Regions from separate parts of the Mus musculus genome. Here region 2 is linked to region 1. Evidence: chromatin contacts called from public ChIA-PET data. All regions are on one chromosome and are shown on one strand. The core of a region is the stretch at or near the end of the contact, and the rest is flanking DNA. Distances in the headings are between cores, read along the strand shown.

Region 1 (4,240 bases), core at 53-2,552:
CGTAGACCATTAGTGCTACTACTTGAGCTAATCTTCTGCATGGTTCATAATTTTTAAAGTGTGTAGTTAATATTATGCATGTTATTGTCCTTTCTTCCATTCTTACCAGTATGTGCCCATTTGCAAAACAAAATGCTAATAATCAGTAATAGTCCTATAAAAGATGTTAACTCTGTTTAGTCATTGACTGATCTTGCTCTAACCTTAAAATTTTGTGATTATTGACCTCTGTTGCATTTATTCTAAACCCCCCAAAATTATCTAGCCGTTTGGAATATCAACATTACCCTGGTGTACTCACTGCTGTGTGCATTATTGTTCTTTGTTGCTGTTTTATGCCTTCATATTCATATTAGCAAAATATGAAATTCTGTAAAGAAAGAAACCCCCTATGATCTTAAAAAACAAAACACCCCCTTCCCCTTCTGTAGCAGGAAACAAATTGCTTGTTCTTGAGAAGTGTCCCATCAGGAACTTAGTAGAAGCAGGTAGACTTCGATCATTTTGATGTTTTGTTACTGTTTCCAAACAATGTACTTTGAATCAGAATCACTTCTTATGTTTCATCTACTTCCGATGCTCTTCATCACATTAGTGATCAGAAATGAGGTGTAACTCCCCAGCCCCTGCCCGCAAGAGCTAAGTAGGACCTCACTGTAAGTTGAAGGGAGTTCCGCCCTAACTCATGGATTGTGAAGAATGAACTGCTGTTGGGTCTGATTGACTGTTGATGGATTGTGGTGTGGTTTATCCAGAGGCTATTGAATGCAACTTACAATGCTTAATAAAAATCTTTATTCTTTTAGTATAAAGTATGGTGTGGCTTTTAAATTCACTTGTAAAGTATGAATTTTACAGAGGTTTAAATTTAGGTAGCTCATGAAGAGCTCCATAAGACAACATTAAGTTTAGAATTACCAAGCCCTGTCAAAGTAATTTTAGAGGAACCTTAATGGTTAATATGAAAATTATGCAGAGCACAGCTTTTGCGTTCCTCTGACCAATCAGGCTGCGAAGTACAAAGTAGCTTTATAAAGGCCTAACGGGGAAATCTTTGTTTTTAAATGTAGAGTTACAAGTGTCGCTGCCCTTTGGCTGGTTCTCTGCAGCCTAGTTCAAGCGTGCCCAGCAAAGCGGCCAAGGAGCTACTGGAGCGCCTGCTCCGAGCAGAGGACGCGTGCTTTACGGGCGGGGGCGATTGTGCAGCAGATGCGCGCGCATCTCGGGGCGGAGCCGAACCATACCCAAAGCCACTGGCTTCTTACGCTGCAGCGCCAGGGCGGAACCACGTGACGAGTCCCGAGACTGCGCCTGCTCGGTCTGTCAGGCTCACGGCTTAAAGAGCCGCGTCTGGGACCTTGCGCAGGCTGGTTCCCGCTGCCTCGCGGCCTTCATAGGCCCTACGAATGATCGGAGGCTCAGCCACAGGGCTCTGGCCAACCCCACCGGCGTGCGCCTACTGTATTGTGGCTTCCAAATTACGGAGGAGATAACCTCTTGTCCGATTTTGCTAATTTGGTCTCCAGGGTCTCGGTGAGAGTGAAACTTGGTACTGCTGTCCACAACAAGCCCCCAGAACCTTTGGCTGTGTTTGGTAGCCAGGCCTGTATCATCTTAGAAAACCCACGGTCCCAGGGAAGACTGGCCACTCTGGAGCCCAAAAGAATGTCCCAGCAACTGGAGTACAGAAAACTTTTATTCTGAAAATACCTTCTCCCATGGCACCCTCATAGGGTCTCCCCCTTACCCCCTCAGTAACAGTCACAAACCTTATTATTCTGGATCTTCAGACCGCCTTACTTGGGGACAGCAATATATCACTTGGATTACATTTGCTCTAAGCCTAAGAGACTTCTTGGCTCCAAGGTATGCCTCCACCTTACTTAAGGACTGGAAGTTTAGGCTTGAGCAGGAAGGAGAGGATTCTGGAGGCTCCAGGGATATGGGCCTGGACCCTCACTTTGCCAGAGACACACTGACTTTTTCCCACACCACTGGAATTGAAGGGTCAGTGGGGGGACCAGTGCCAAGATGCTCAAGGGACTTTGGCCATATGTGGCACTGTCCAGAACTCAGGGCCAAATTTGAGGCTTTGTACACACTTAATATGAACTCAACCTGGTGTTGTTCTTGGTCTAATGGCAAACAGTGGTAAGTCTGATGTTCTTGGTAGGTTGTTTGGGGTTTTGGGGTGTGTGTAAGAGGGGTTGTTTTTCCTTTTTAAAAGGAACTTTTATGATTTTTTGGCTTTAACTCTGCCATCTTGGAAACAACTATTGTGAACACCGGGTCTTTTTTGATGAAAGACTTATTTTCCTTTTCTCCTCAGCACAGAGGGGACATTCTGCTTGCTTGTTTAAGGTTCGTGTGTAGCATTTTTACCAGCCCTTGCTCTTCCTCCAAGGGACAAAGCACAGAGCCTGCACCTTGAAGGACTTCTTCTAAAATGGGGGAGCTAAACACATGTTTACATTTAATAAGCAAAATATAAGGACGGGAGATAGAGAGGTGTACATACCACCCCCTAAGTGAGTCCTGCAATTGCTGCTTAGTCCTGGCCCTTAGAGCACATGAGCTATTTGTATGAATTGGCCCAGTTGCTGGGCAAGGCCAGTGTACTAGCTTTTTGACAGGCAAAAAAATAGGCGTTTTCATTTATATGGCCTTAATTTCCAGGGGTCTAAGCATTTGATGGATATGGTTAATGTAGCTCAATTTTTCACTTTATCTGACAGAGAATGTTGGGTAATCCCTATACCTTCATCCATACAGCACTTACATGGACAGAAGGGATGCAGTCAGCCTATGCCAACCCTTCTTCCTGCAGGACAGGCACCAGTGGCCAGCTAGAATGTGTTAACTTATTGTCCTCAAGCCTACACCTTTCCAGGATATTTTGGGAACACGCTTTCTGCTGACTGCTTGGCACTTCTGTGGTGGACAGGGTCTTCTTGTCATGGGTCTGCCAACCCTACCTGTGTCCTCCACACATGGTTTGCTGTGTGGTTGGTATTGTTCAAGCATTTCCCAGAGACCCACATTAGGGTGCCCAGGCTCCTTGTTACCACCCCATTGAGCTCTTTCAGGAACCTATGGCTATGGCTCAGGCTGAAGTAACCTAGAAGCTCTCCGGTGAGGTCATGTGGAAGCTTTTTGTAAAGATGTGGCAACCTACATTAGGGTCTGAACCAAGCTCCTCTCTTCTCTAACTCACTGGGCCAGGACATAACTCCTAGGATCTCAGAATGTGACCTTATTTGGAAATAAGGTCTCTGCAGATGCAGTTAGCGAAGGAGTGGGGACAAGGTCATGTTGGAGTACGATGGACACTCATCCAGTATAAGCAGTGTTCTTATAAAAAGGGAACTTGAACACAGAAGCACAGAGCCAAGGCCATAGCAAGTCTGGGGTGACATAGCTCAGAAAGCTGTGAGAAGGTAGACAGGGGCCACAGATCCTTCGCTGGTACCTCTGAAGGACTACAGTCCTGCAGACCCTTCATCTTTGGGCTTCCAGGATCAGAGATGGTAAATTTCTGTTATCCGAGGCTTCCCGATCTCTGGATTTTCATATGTCTGGTAAATGGAAGCTTCGGAGACCACAGTAAGGGCAATTTCCTCTCTGTTTCCAGCAGGGCCTCACGCCCACAGTAGGGCCACCTTCCTCTCTGTTCCCAGCAGGGCCTGGCTCGCCCACATTTACTTTTTTTCCCCTAGCTTCTGGAGTTGGAAGTGCCATAGGATGGAATGTGAACAGTTGTGGTTCTATAGAGAATGAACCTGTCTAAGGAATCAGAACTACAGTGGTCTTGCCACTTTTGTACAACGGGAGATGGAATTTCAGACTGAGGGTCTAAACCAAGTTACCACGGTGAGCCTGGCACAAGTGCTCCAAACCCCATATATCTGGACCAACCAACAGATATGATTTTCCCTGGGTAGAGGAATGTTTATCCAGTCTTTGATGCCCTGACTGATCACTCCAGGGGCTGGCACTGAGCCTGCTGCAGAAGGCAGAGTTCTCTGGGGCTGTGAAACATCACCTGAGTGGAAAGAGCAGGATCACAAACTAAGTACACAAGTAAAAAGGAATCAGTGTAAAAAATGAGATAGAAGGAGTGGAGGGTTCCAGGAAGAAGAGCAAAGCAGATGAAAAGGTCCATGGAGTAGGTACCAGGGAAGCCACACTATGGGATGATTTGGAGGACAGGTGGAAGCCATTAGGCAGGGCCAGGCCTAAA
Region 2 (4,592 bases), core at 501-3,000, 190 kb before region 1:
GCTCTGCCTTGCCCTCAGGATGGGTGGGGGGTGCAGGCTCAGGAGCCAGCTTGGCCCAGCCTAGTACTGTTTGGCACGCTCATTCAGATCCTGCCCTAGTTTGCCAGGACACTATAGGATTTTTAACAGATATCACGCCCCCCCCCCTTTTCCAAATCTGACCCAGAGTAGCTCAGGGACTGTCTTTCTGGTCGTTGTCAATCCAGGATGAATCCTGGTTGCTGTCAGCCTCTGCCTGCTAGGCTATGGGTCCTGGTACTAGATCTTGTCAGTCCAGGTTAAGGTCTGGTTGTTGTTGGTCCCTGCTGAGCTGTGGGTCCTGGCATTAGTCCTTGTGGTGAGGACATTCCACAAAGGGAAGATAATGGGCAGAGCCTCAGTACTCTATGGTATGCCTAGGCCCAGATGTTCAGGTCTCTCCTCCTGTGATCCGGGGTGGCAGTGCTGGTCTTATTGGAGTGGGTATGAGAGGTAACTGGGATCCCACCATCCCAGAAAACTGGATGTTGTGCATGCAGGACTCCATGCTCATGTAAGACTCTACAGTCCTCACGACAGCCTAGAGTGTCTGAGGTCTTGTTTGCACCCATGGGCAAAGTGAAGCATGTAGACCCGTTTCACAGGCAAAAGGCCTACAGGACCATCCAGCCCATCACAGGGAAGCTAGTGCTTCCCCTGGCCCCTGGGTGATATTGAATGGGTACTGGAGGAAGAGAGGTCTTGGTTCCCCTTGAAGGCTGGGTACCATCATCTATCTCTACAGGTCACAACTTTAGGCACTTAAAGCTCCAAGGCTGGACTGACTAGAGTGGGTTTTCTGGCAATCCACATAATGCTGTTAACATTCTTGGTTTTCCCTCAGCTTTGGAGGTTCTGATGTCACCTCTGGAAGAGATCTGAGTGACAGCTGTGAAGGCACCTTTGGAGGGGGCAGGCTGGAGGGAAGGACCGCCCGGAAACACCACCGTAGGTCCACTCGTGCACGCTCGCGGCAGGAGAGGGCCAGCCGGCCCCGGCTCACTATCCTAAATGTGAGTGGCTGCTGTTTGGGGGCACGTGGGTATGAATTCCTCTGCAATCTGATCATGGCTTCCCGCAGGTGTGTAACACGGGGGACAAGATGGTGGAGTGTCAGCTGGAAACGCATAACCATAAGATGGTGACCTTCAAGTTTGACCTCGATGGGGACGCTCCGGATGAGATTGCCACGTACATGGTAAGGCTGGGCCAGGGCTGAGGCCGCCTCCTTGAAGTCCTTAGGCTCTTGAAGAGTTAAAATGTTGAGTTTGGTCCTGCATGGAGGTGTCTGGGTGGCCTGTGGGTTGGGCACAAAACTTAGCAACTGTCCCCAGAGCTGTGGCTCTCCAGGGAGGGCATCAGCTTCCTGCAGATGGTTTTTGTGGGGTTTTCCCCAGACTCCTTAGTAAGGACAATTCACGTACAAAGCACCTGTGCAGCTCTCAATCTAAATTGCATCCTTTTGGTCTCAGGTTTCCCCTGGATTCTAACCCTCCTCTCATCCCATTGCTTTTCCCTTCTTTGAACTCCCCACCAAGCAGTATGTAACTGTACAGACAGCTCATGAGCAATCTATGCTTCCCACAGCCCTCTGCCTTGTTCCCTGCCCCTGCTTTGGGGTTGGAGGCATCCAGAGGCTCCAGAGGAAGCACAGGTGTCCATGGTGGACTGGGGCGCCGTGGGAGTTAACTTGTCTCACTGCTGAGACGAAACACCTGACAGAAGCAAGGAAGGAAGTGTTTAATTTAGCTCACGGCTAGAGAAGGTCTTGGCAGCAGGAGTGTGAGGTGGTTTGTCACCTTGTACCCACAGTCAGGAAGCAGAGAGAGAGGAATTCTGGTACCCAGCCAGCTTTCTCCATTGTACTCAGTCCGGCACTCCAGTCCACATTTAGGATGAGCCTTCCCACCTCAGCGACCCCAAAGTAAAAAGTGCCCAGAGCTTTGTCTCCTGGGTGATTCCAGGTCCTTTGGCTTGATGATTAATATTAATCATCATAGGTGTTAGTTAGACAAGCTTTGCCTCATCTGGGACCATCTTGCCACACGTGGGACCCTCCATTCCTTGGGTCTTGGGCTTATTACCCTGGCAGACCATTGTAAAGAAGAAACCAGATGTTTGAATTAGCTTGGTTTTGGTTTCGATTTATACTTGAACCCTGAAGTTTTAAGTTTTTCTCTGTTTTATTTTTAAATGTGTTTTTGATCTCTTTAATTTCTCTTTAAGAAGAAGAAGAAACATACTCCTATCAGGAAGCCATAAGAGGCTTTTGTTTAGTTTTGCCAGATTTGCAGCACTCCATATGTTCTTGCATGCTTCAGCCTGCGTCACGCACGTATCTGGGTGCTCTTGACTACATACAGGCTTCAAGCCACACTCAGGGGTGGATAGCTAAGGATGGCAGCCTCAGCCTCATCTGGGGGAGTAGTGGTACTCCTGGGGGTTTTATCTAGGTGGTTGGAAGAACACTGCTCTTCAGCTATCTTGTAGGAGCCGCAGGCTCACCCACAGGGGATGGATGGTCCAGGCATGTGTGAAGCTACACACTTGTATGAATGAGAAGAATGGTTAGAAAGAGCTGGCACTGGAGTGCCCTAGGAAAGAAGACAGTTGCTGTCTCCCTAGAGCTCTTTGTCCAGGGAGAGATAAGTCATGCTGAATCTGCCTAAGGTAGCCAAGACACAGTGGGCCAAGGTTGCCCACAGGAGCATTAAGGACAGTGACTGTATCCTGGTGAGGCTAGCCCAGAGGCCCTAGTATCTAGGCTGTGGTATTAGCCCTCTAGTTACCTTCATATCCCAGGCCTGGGCTGTTTTGCTGTTCTCTACTTCTGGGTGAGGAATGGAAGAGAGTCAATTCTACAAGAAATTCTTGACCATGAGGAGGCAGCCAATGCAGGCATTATAGAATCATGGGTTTCTGGACTCAGACCTGGCCTGCCAGGAGGACAGTATCTGGTATAAGTGGATGCTGGAAAGCCCTGTGTGATTAGTTGGAGAGATCATGGTATTGTTCCTTACTGGGGCAGCCGCAAGGATGGGACTCAGCGATCTGCCTGATCAGTTCAGTTTTGTCTGCCTTGGCCAACTTTGGAAGAGCTGAGAAGAGCCATGTGGCTGTAAGGCAAGAGCTCTGTGAAGACGAAATGTAAAGACAGCCAATAGGAAAGATTTCTGGGGAACCAGTCATAGTGGTGCACACCTTTAATCTCAGTACTTGGAAGATAGAGGCAGAGTATCTGTGGAAGCTAAAAGCCAGCCTGGTCTACATAGTGAGTTCTAGCACAGCCAGGACAACTCACTGAGACCCTATCTGAAAATAAACAAACAAATAATAGTATTGTTATTGTTATTAGAAAAATAGGTGTGGCTCATTGTCTGGTGCTTGAGTCCCTACTAGGCCCTCTGCCCAAAACCTAGTACTGGTGTACCTATCTTGGAAATTCTTGGGCTAGCCTGGGGTTCAGCTCTTGCTCCAGGAAAGCTGTGCCACATGAGGCCATCTGGTTGTGTGGGATAGGGTTTTCAGCTTCAACTACATTCCCATGTCTCCAGGGCCATTAACTTTCTCCCTTGGATGTTCGGACACAACCAGGGGGCATGCCCTTTGTCTTGTCTTCCCTTGATACCTAGGGCAGGAAAGAGGTATGTGTATCCTTGATAGAGCCCCCAAGCAGCCATAGTCTAGGGAAGGTTGTCACCTGCAGTCCCATGTCTCTTTGTAGGTAGAGCATGACTTTATCCTGCCCGCTGAGCGAGAGACCTTCATCGAGCAGATGAAGGATGTCATGGACAAGGCAGAAGACATGCTCAGTGAGGACACAGATGCTGACCATGGCTCTGATACAGGGACCAGCCCTCCACACCTGGGTACCTGTGGTCTGGCCACGGGGGAGGTGAGAGCCCAGGTCCTCAGGGTATGCTGGTGAATGCAGCAGGCAAGAGGCTCAGAAAAAGGCTCTCAGTGAGCAAGGCTTCTGACCCACAATCCCTTTCCCTCATGCAGGAGAACAGACAGTCCCAAGCCAATGCCCCTGTCTACCAGCAGAATGGTAAGTCTGTCTCGGAAAGGTAAGGCAGGCCAGTCTTAGGGAAGAACCGTTTCCCTGTATCTTCTGTGCTCTAAAGCAGGCATTTGACAGAAGTTCCCTGTTGAGCATAGCAGCACCAGGCTTTGGCCACTGTACCAGAAGGATTGTGGGAGTGGTGATGTTGGTCTCTCAGTTGGTTATGGCTACCCTGCCCCAGCAGCTGCTAACCTCTGGCTGCCATCAATTCCTTCAAGGCTGGTGCTGTAGACATCCTAAGAACTGAAATCAAGCCTTTCTGAGAGTCTCCAGCTGCCAGTGAGGCTCCCTGGACTGGATGCCCATCCTACACTCTTCTGGTTGAAAGGAGCCAATGGAAGCCCTTTCCCAAGGCCTCCTTTCAAGGGACCTGCAGGAAGCCATGGAGCGAAGCTGCTTAGGATTATAAGAGGGAGCTTGAGTCCCTGCTCACAGATGGAATGAGCTTCTTAGTGCGCCTCATGGGGTGTGGTACGGCCCCCTAGCCTGGAGGTACCGGCTCCCTCTC

What was found. ChIA-PET counts read pairs in DNA pulled down with a chosen protein or histone mark.
Region 2: a contact with region 1 is called in an RNA polymerase II ChIA-PET map of memory CD8 T cells, with 22 read pairs. The contact joins two enhancer-like sites. A contact is called at or near these places in 1 of 39 promoter capture datasets (cranial neural crest), 2 of 115 datasets of contacts at active chromatin or transcription factors (effector CD8 T cells and memory CD8 T cells) and 2 of 9 other capture datasets (liver and pancreatic islet).

What each region holds. Positions count from the first base shown.
Region 1 is chr13:48,875,788-48,880,027 of GRCm38.p6, reverse strand. It overlaps Fam120a (family with sequence similarity 120, member A), which reads left to right. Exons shown (of 18, transcript NM_001033268.3): 18 at 1-812. Phf2os1 (a long non-coding RNA gene) reads right to left here. Exons shown (of 2, transcript XR_003950516.1): 2 at 1,679-4,240. Among named protein-coding and RNA genes, the nearest start is that of Phf2os1, 7.0 kb to the right of the region's middle. Within about 2 kb of position 1,302, at least 407 of the 459 cell types and tissues checked have an H3K27ac peak or open chromatin away from gene starts, as enhancers often do. A contact at or near this core is called in memory CD8 T cells, where this site is marked.
Region 2 is chr13:49,067,394-49,071,985 of GRCm38.p6, reverse strand. Wnk2 (WNK lysine deficient protein kinase 2) reads left to right here. Exons shown (of 30, transcript NM_001290313.1): 15 at 863-1,031; 16 at 1,100-1,216; 17 at 3,743-3,913; 18 at 4,024-4,069. Among named protein-coding and RNA genes, the nearest start is that of Wnk2, 79 kb to the left of the region's middle. Within about 2 kb of position 1,750, at least 14 of the 459 cell types and tissues checked have an H3K27ac peak or open chromatin away from gene starts, as enhancers often do. A contact at or near this core is called in memory CD8 T cells, where this site is marked.